2 separate regions of the Oryzias latipes genome follow, and region 2 is linked to region 1. Evidence: chromatin contacts called from public Hi-C data. All regions are on one chromosome and are shown on one strand. The core of a region is the stretch at or near the end of the contact, and the rest is flanking DNA. Distances in the headings are between cores, read along the strand shown.

What was found. A called contact is a pair of places that touch in the nucleus more often than the background predicts.
Region 2: a contact with region 1 is called in a Hi-C map of gastrula embryo, with 1.9 times the contacts expected there. The contact joins the promoter of LOC101171409 here to the enhancer-like site in region 1. A contact is called at or near these places in 3 of 5 Hi-C or Micro-C datasets (embryo, fibroblasts and gastrula embryo).

Annotation. Positions count from the first base shown.
Region 1 is chr6:13,075,987-13,080,535 of ASM223467v1, reverse strand. No RefSeq gene overlaps it. Among protein-coding and RNA genes, the nearest start is that of LOC111947533, 78 kb to the left of the region's middle. Within about 2 kb of position 1,530, at least 2 of the 8 cell types and tissues checked have an H3K27ac peak or open chromatin away from gene starts, as enhancers often do. A contact at or near this core is called in embryo and gastrula embryo, where this site is marked.
Region 2 is chr6:13,239,423-13,244,159 of ASM223467v1, reverse strand. It overlaps LOC101171409 (neuronal cell adhesion molecule), which reads left to right and starts at 2,896. Exons shown (of 31, transcript XM_020703869.2): 1 at 2,896-3,005.

The sequences.
Region 1 (4,549 bases), core at 281-2,780:
CCATGTAGATCAACTCTGTAACCATAACAGGTGTGCAGAACCTCACCAGATTGTTGTTCTCTTTTGTAAATCTATACTTTTTCCTTTAAAAGCTTAGACAACCCAAAACATACTTTGAATCTGTGCACGCAGCAGACCAGAACCACTCTGTTTTCGCATGGAGGCCTGAAATGTGACTCTGCCTTTGAGGGTCCTGCAGTATGTCATGCAGCGTCAGGCATAAAAAGGCTGGCCTGAAATCAGACAGGAATGCTTTATAATTGAAGGTCTCAATGGAGATATTGCGTTACTGCTGCTCACCGAAGGAGCATCGTCCCCTCGAGACATGTTTCACCAGAGGAGAGGCCCTGAAGTGGAAAAAAACCACTCTCGATGACAATTATCATGAGAGTTGTAACAAAAAGAGAGGGTGAGGGTCTTTGTTCATGTGCACAGGTCATCGTGTATTTCCTACAATCGTGTAAGCTATGGAAAATGTGGGAGTTTATCCTTCTGTCAGTGGATAATTTTGAACACGCATGATATGATGTCTAATCTGTAAAACGTTCCAAACAGACAGTGAACATCAACCTTTAAATTCACAATCTAACACTGTCTAATACCCCAAGACAGGGGTCTGCAACCTTCAACACTTAAAGAGCCATTTGGGTCACCAACCTTCTCACTGACGACAACCCAAAAGGAGCCACAGAGTCTTACTTCACCCTGTAGAAAAATAAGACAGTACTTTGCATTTATGTTATTACTAGTACTAGAACTAAATTAAAGAAATAATAAGAAATTGCTTTAAAACTTGAAGCTTTCGACAGAGGTTTACACAATTTCCTTTCAAAATAAGACACCCTATATCTCATAGGAGCATCTCAATGCAGCAAATGTAGTAGTAGAGTATAGTCATTGACTTTGTTCCAAAAAAAATTAATGATAGTAAAAAAATAAAATAATAAACATTGGAGTATAATCTGGTGTCTTCCTTTTTCTTTTCTTTTTTCGTGGTACATGGTGGACAAAAATGTGTCAATTTTTTTTAGTTCCGCTTCTGATACCTACAGTCTTTCAACTGTTAGTGAAGGAGTTGAATGCAGTTTACTTTAGTTTACCTTTTTTTACTTTACTATTTGGATTTCTTGATTTTCACTAAACAGTTTTTTTTTGCTTTTGTTTTTTTTATTCAAACCTTTTTTTTTATTTTTCTTTACCAGAGAGCCACAATGGAGGGGTTACAGCGCCACTTGTAGCTCCGAAGCCCCATGTTGTTGCAAACCTCTACCCCAAGAAATCATCTCAGATTGTGGGAGCTGTAGCACCCTCTATTGGATAGTCTTTTTTTATTTTTATTTTTAAAGATCATTTTCAGAATAACTAAATTACGCACACTAAATCCCCAACTGTAGAAATGTAAAAAATGAAATTAAAACACAAATCAGTCTTTGATTTTAACTCCTGGATTTTAAGAGGAGGAGGGTGCGGTTTTCTGAGCTGGGAGATGTCGCTCCTGATGTGGTGCTTTCAGAGGCGAGCTCAGCTCAGACCTTTCACAGCTGCGCAGAGCCCGCAGACCTCACAGTCCACACATGCGCCTTCATGCGTTCAGACTACTTTGTTCTAACTTGTTGCAGCAAAAGAAACTTCCCTCCTCACATTACGCACATGAACTAACTGAAAACAAACCAAACACAAATTGGAAAAGCAATCTATAAAAATCCTCCCTGATGGAGTCAGAAGGAGAACCAGATAGGGGCCAGCGTTGTCGAGAAGGATGCGGGCTTGTGCGCCTGAAAAAGGAGCACAGCTGCGTGGAGGCGCTGCGCGCCTTCGCCGACGGGCTGGAGGAGAGAGCCGCGAGCCTGGAGCATGAGGCCCGGATGGCGGAGCTCAGGTGGAACAGGCGGGAACAGTTTCTTTTATCTCAGGTGAGCACTCTGCAGAACGAGACGCAGATCGCTGCGCTCAGGTACCGGCGGAGACTCCACCAGTACCTGCTGCACACCAGCAGCATCGCTGCACAGATTGTTGGATTCTGCCAGGTGAGGGTTCAGACGAGGTTCATGGCATGCGTCAGCCGCTTGATCACTGTAAAGGATGAAAACTCAACACTTTTTTTTTTTCTCATTCCTTTATTTAAGAAGAGAAAGGCTCCACATAGCATGCAAAGCAAGAAAAAAGAATCATATGAGGAGCATCTTCGGGTAAGATAAAAAAAAAATGTCACTTTCCTTATGATCAGCATCTTTTTGAGACTTTGAAACCTGCTTGTTGGTTCCTTGTTCTATTGTTTCTCTTTATCCTTTTTTTTCTTGCTGAACTTTGCAATTGAATCTGTACAGAAATATTCGCCACATCCATGTCACGTGAACTTTTTTATAAATTTAAATAATGGACAAAAATATTTTGTCAATACATGCTGGCTTTTGTGTTTATTGTTTTTTTTAGTAATATTTAGTTAATAAAACGATTTTATGTTTTATTAGAATAAAAACGAATATAGTTTTTAGTTTTTTCCAATAACAAGATTTTTGAATAGTTGTTGGTACCGAAACTTAACAGTGTGAGGATGACCACAGTCTCAAGAAACTTTCTTACGGAGGTTTGTAGGGTTTGTTTCGATGGCAACAAAAGCCTGTATTTATTATTGTTGTTATTGGCAGAACAATGTGTTGTGTTTCATCAAAACACAGTCTTATTACCTTTTCAGCAATGCAAACGAAGGAAAAAGGATTCATTACTGTCTAAAAGAAAAATTAAATTAAAGAAAAATAGAAAAGTCTGCAAACACAGGAACACACACACACACACACACACACACACACACACACACAAAAACAACAGGAAGATGATTAGCAAGCATGTTCTAAATGTGTTCTTCTGAGATTCTCAAAATTAGTTGCTGCAGTTCCTTTAAGTGGCATGTTTAAAATGAATTGCAACTATCTTTTTTTTTGGTTTTTTTGGTTTTTTTTTTAATAATTATTAACAGCTTTATCCATAAAACTATGTAGAAGTGTCTTTAAATGTTTTAAAATGACTTCAGACTCTTGGTTGTTGCAGGGATTTACTAAATCTCCTGTTGCGTGTGCCAACTCTAACATTAGTTCTTCTTAGGAGTTCACAAGGAAGCTTAAATGTTGGTGCCATTATCCGTCTGGCTGGACCCCGTGTTGTATTTGGGCTGCAGCAGAGGGTGCATGGGTTTATTAGTATTTGTGGTAGCTTAAAGGTGCACCTCGGATTGCCAACAGCATGCTGGGAGAACAACTGGTTCATTTTGATGAATGTGGAAAACTGTTCCGTCTCCTGCCAGAACTGGGCAGCCACGCAGCATCATTTTTGGTCCATTTCGTATGCTCCTTTTTTATAGCTGTTGAGGATTTTTGTCAGAGTTGTTCTCCAAATTGATTTTCCAATACTTGAGTTGCAGTTTATGGGAGTATAAGAGTTTCATGAGCAATTTTGGATGACAAAAAAAGACAAAAGAGCTTGTTGAACTGAGGCGTTTTTTGTGGAACTAGACAAGATAATTACACATTTTAAAGTTCATTCCGTTATGGGAAAACTCAGGAAACGTACAAAGAAAATTGAGATTCCACGTTTTTCAGCAGAAGCCTGTCAGTACAACATTCTAGCTATGAATGACTGCAACCTGAATTGTTCATTTAATTGGTAAATGCTAAATAGCGCACACTTGTATAGCACTTTTCTACCATCCTTGAAGGCCCAAAAAGCTTTACAGTCACAAACCCAGTCACCCATTCGAACACATATTCACACTGATGGCGGCTCCGCTGCCGAACACTGGCACCAACCTTTTACCAGAGGCAAGGTGGGGTTCAGTGTCTTGCCCAAGGACACTTTGACACAAATTCTTGCATTGTTTTTTTTATTTTTTTATTTTGGCTAAAAATGACATAATCATAATTAAAACCGGGAACACTATAAAAATAGATCAAAAGATGATCAGATTTGGTCTTTAAGTCATTCAAAAAGCTTTAAGAAGAAAGAACTGCTTTTTTTTAAAGGCCCTGTGAAGAAAGTGTGTGTGTGTTTGCCTGGGACCAGTGCTGGCTCCTCAGACTCTTCCTGAAAGGGACTGTTCCTCACTTTGTGATATCACATTGTGAGGACCCACTGGTATTCATGGATTGATAGGGGCTGGTGCTCAGAGAGCAGGATTTTAGAGAAATACTCAGAGGTGGCAGACGAATCAAAATAGTGCTTTGTGGTTGTTTTTCTTGAGGAATTAACATTATAAAACATTCAAAAGCTCAAATAAGTTGATTTTGCATGATATAGACCTTTAAAAAATTGTTGCAGAAATATTCTAAAATAAGTTATTGCACTTTCCGTTTGTGCTACTAAGCCCAGCCTGCTGAGAGAGAATCGGACACTGTCTGGTTACGGTATATAGCTGTCTTTTTAATTTGTTGATTTTTTTCCACGGTCATTTACATTTTTTCTATTTGTTTTTATCAATAAAAAACATCATGTGAAAAAAGAAGGGAAAAACAAACAAACAAAAGAACAGGATGTCTTTACCTGTTGAAAAGATTGA
Region 2 (4,737 bases), core at 1,647-4,146, 160 kb before region 1:
GAAATGTAGAATTTGCATGAATCACTGTACTGTAGGATTATGTGGAAGATTATATGAAATGTTACAAGTCAAGTTCCATTAGTTTTCACACATCTAGGAGTGTGAAATTTGTTCTCTGCATTTGACCCATCCCCTGGGGGAGCGGTGAGCTGCAGACAGCTTGGGAACCATTTGGTGGTTTAACTCCCCAATCCAACACTTCAATGCTGAGTGTCAAGCACGGAAGCATTGGGTCCCATTTTTAGAGTCTTTGGTATGACCCGGCCGTGGATTTGCAGGACGTTCCAGTGTCAGGGTGGACACTCTACCACAAGGCCAATGAGCTGAGTTACTCATTTTATTGTCTATATCTTAAAAAACAACAAAAAACGTAAAACATTTCACAAAAAAAAGTATTAATAAAAAGATTTCAAAATAACCTTTATTTAAATTTACAGCAAAATGTCTTAAACATGTTTGTGTTGCTGTAAATATTTGCAACATCAGGGTGTTTTTGTTTTTCCTTTAACACCTCTGAGTTACAGAAAATTCTCCAGTTTTCTCAGTTCTGAATAAAGTCAGTACTTGTCAGGTTTGTGCTTTCGCTGTTGTGAACATGGTTAAACACAGACGCCAAAGGCTGCCACAGAGACGCAACAATGTCATTACTCAGCACTCTGAGATGATGTGATCACATCTGAGTCATGAACCTGTTGCCCAGTGGTAATTACATCACTAATTTGATTTCTTTCTCACCTTCGGTAAAATTGCTACACATCAAACGTAAACAAAGCATTCCATCTCTGCCTGGGAGTTAGGAGTCAGTAGCTCTGTCATCTGGTTTGCTGCTATTTTCCCACCTTAGCTTTCATCTCTTCTTCCTCTGGGGGCGTGCTCCTCAGTTCCATTTTTCAATCAGCTTCTGAGGGAAATTAACCCAACTCATTTGCACTTAATTAGTTTTAGGGAAGCGGATGATATGGGGGGAATGTACAAAGAGCTTATGACAAGGGCAAGGTCAATTTGTGGTTGTCTTGTTAATGTGGTTGGCATAACATGAAGACTGGTGAATAAATAACAGAAAAAGAGCTCAGGTGTGACTCGATCTCTTCACTTTACAGAGCATGATGCTTTTGGATCCCGATAGCAGACGACTTCCCGCTTCCTCTCTAATAGGGTTTTGCAATTTAAGTGCCATATTCTAAAGTGTTGTGCCCTTGAACCCATAAAGAATAATTCCTTCCGAGTATTTGACAGATTTAATCCATGGGGAAATTATAGGAATATTAAAATGAGTTTGAAGACATTTAGTTTTAACTGGAGGCGATAAAATGAGAGGCATTCCCCAGTGAGGCACATTCAGGTGAGGAGCTTCAGGTCCTTTCGAGAAAAGCTTTGATTTTGAAGGAACTAGTGGTATTGTTTCTTACTTTTCAAAAGGATTAAAAAGATGATGGAGGGGACTAAAATACTTTAAACAAGTGTCATGTTGAAAGACTTGAACCCTTTAAAATTGTATTTTTTGTGTTGTTTATAACTATGCACCATCCTCCTACATATTTTCCACAAAGTACATGAACCCAACCGCGATTTAATGTTTTTAACATGTTATTGTGAAAATTTTCTTGTAATGGAGGACATTTATGAGAAAAAAACAAGCCTTAAAGGTTGTGTCTGAGAATTGTTGGTTTGTTGTGAATCAGGAGCAGATGAAATAATGCAGCTGGAAAAAGCTTGTAGGTGTGACATAGAAGCTACTGTGGCGAGCCACAAGCTTCCCGCTCCTCTCCATTCTGATGCTTTCGTTTCCCTGTTTGAGCTGGAACCAGGCTCAAACTGTACGGCTGGATATCTGAAATATTGCTCACCAATAAGTGGAAGACATGAAAACAAATGGATGATGGGAAATGGGGACGGGCTTACTCAGCTCTGCCCTCAACTCAGGTGAATTTCTTATGAACTACTGCTGCTCTGCAGAGACTATGTCCAAGAAAACAACACAGGTCATTTGATTTAGGCTAAAAATAGCATGATTATAATAATTGAAAAAAAGCCACTGGGAACGATATAGAATAGAAAAGGAAATCTTTATTTGTTTTTTTCTATAGCATTTTCCCCAGAAAGAATCACAGTGCTTTCCAAAATTACAGCATAAAATCAAGCCAAAACACAGAGGGCTGAAAAGAAAAATCCAATATTAATGATAAAACTTAAAACATAGTAAAACACAGTAAAAACATGGTACATACTAGATGAAAAATAATCAAAATGGTACTTTAAAGTAAGATTTCTTGGGAAGACCATTTTCTTACCCCTTTGGCAGATAGATTTTAAAGAAAAATCTGCCTATGGGGTAAGAATAACTTATTTCTAAGGGGCCTGTTTTTGCAGTGTAGACAGTTGGATTAATGTTTCTAAATATTTCTGTCTCTAAAAAGCAAGTGCACTTCAAAAGCCACATAAACACCTCTTTTAATTGTTGATCTATTGGCATTTATGCAACAATTCTGTGACAAACATGGTTCTAAAACAGCTGGACATTAGCCCACCGTGGAGGAGTTACATAAAAAAATGAAATGTTTATGATTTTGGGGTTTTGGCGCTAGAATTAAGATTAAACCTTATATTTAATTTCCTGACCCTAAATCCACCAAAAATATCAATTATTAAAGTGCTGCTCCCTGCTGTTGTAGTCCACAAAAATGACATTGCAAAGCTTTCAAAGGGCAACTTTTAGTTCGTTTAAAGCTCAAACTTATCCAGCTGTTGCCCATCTGCCTGAATCCCATGAAATATGTTGTTTTTGTGAAACAGTTCGTTAGGATGCTTCTGTGCCTGGAGGAGGCCGCCGCTCATCAGCAGCGGCGCTGCAGCGCGCACGGTGGGATTGCGCGCGCAGCCGCGCGCCCCCGCCTGCGTGAGGGGAGCAGAGGAGAGGAGAGAGGAGCGAGGCAGAGGAAGCAAGTGCAAGGAGTGAGGCTGTCGAGCGGGACGTAAACACGGAGCTGAGGACCAGACTTCAGCAGGTAAGACGCACCGAATCCCAGCTGCTGTCGCGGGCGGACCGGCGTCCTGACAGGTGTTAAGTCCAAACAGATGCAGCTCCTCCTCCACCCGAGCTGGATGCTGGAGCATGTCGATCTTCTCTGCTCCTTTCTCAGCATTAGAGCGCGCTCGGGTTTTATTGTACTGCATTCCACTTATGTGTTACTGAGGGGAAACTTTGTGCCAAATGAGATGAAACGCAGGAGGATGTTGGATGCTGAAAAGACACTAGTGTTGGATCTTTATTTAAAAAAACACGTATTTCAGCAGATAACAAATTGTACAGGTCAGCTAGAAAGAAGACTTTTTTGTGTTTTTACTATGTTGATGAAATGCTGTCTTAATGCACAAAATCCCTCATGTCATATAAGCTGATTTGCTGCTGGGATGTATAAGTCCTGCCATGCTCATATCCCAACCCACACTTGTTTGGTTTGACTTCCTTTGACCAGGCTCCGGTCTGGCAATAATTGCCCCCCATGAGGTGTCATCACTTATATCTCCTGACATTTTTATCACCCATCCATGGTAAAAGAAGAAAAAAAAATCATCCAATCCTAAGCCTTACCCCCCTTCCACCTCCTCCTCCTCCTCTTTTTTTCAGTGTGCCCCTCAATCAAAGCTTCAGTCAAGGAGGGGATCTCACCATCATTACAACAACACCCAGCTCACCCTCCTCTGCTCATCACACACACACATGCCTTGAGTGCACACTTTCGCTCTCTGTTCAGTTGGGCAAATGAATACAATGCTAATGACCTCTGCTGTATTGTCTCCAGCTCGTCTGCTCTCTGAAAAGGCTGACACACTTTCTTTTTAGAAATGTTTATTCACTCTCACCACACCGTGTTTTAATCTGTTTAAGACAATAACAATATGTCTGTCCCACCATATGCCTTGTTTTTTTTATTTTTTGGTTTAATGCAAAAACTGGTGGCAAATTGTGGCGTTCGCTGTCCACCCCTTCCTTGACCTGGATGCCAGGCATCAGCAGCTACTGGAGGAGAAATCAGGCTCTCTTAAGAAATGTGGAGATTTTGGAACAAGATAGTGACCTACATTGTGCTGCCATCTTTCCTCTCACCATCGGCACAAACAGCACAAGGCGGGGTGGGATGTGTGGGGGATTTGCATAACTAAGGGATTATGACACATGTTGGCCGGTGTTGTCGAGAAAGCACCAGTCTCGGGGCACGCTGTTGACCCAAAACCAGTGACGAGTGTGCCGCTCTCCTGCGGGGGCTGTGGGAAAAGCTTGGGTGTCGGAGGGGAAAATGCCAGGGATTTCACCCTGTGGGCTGAAGAAGCACGCAGACTATTCGGGAAGAAGTGATGAGCTCTCCTTGTGCGAGCAGCCGTCTGTGGATGGGTGAATGCCGTCAGCCAGATGGAACAAAGTGTCTCACAGACAAGAGAGCAGCTCTGACTCTCTTGTGACGATGATGATGACAAGATCTTTTGAGGAGCCACACTGGAGATCTTTTCACTGATGATCTGACCAAGAGTTATAATGTTCCATTAAACTAAAGTTCAAGTATGAATCTAAAACCCACAGGTCTTCAAACTTAGCCGTAATGGTGCCAAAAAACGGAACTCTTAAGATTTTCTATTTGAGACTTACTTTAAATTGAGACAAACACTAAGAAAAGTTACATGTCAATTTTAAAACTGCCTAAATTATTAAAGTATTTTTTTCAAACTAGATATTTATGC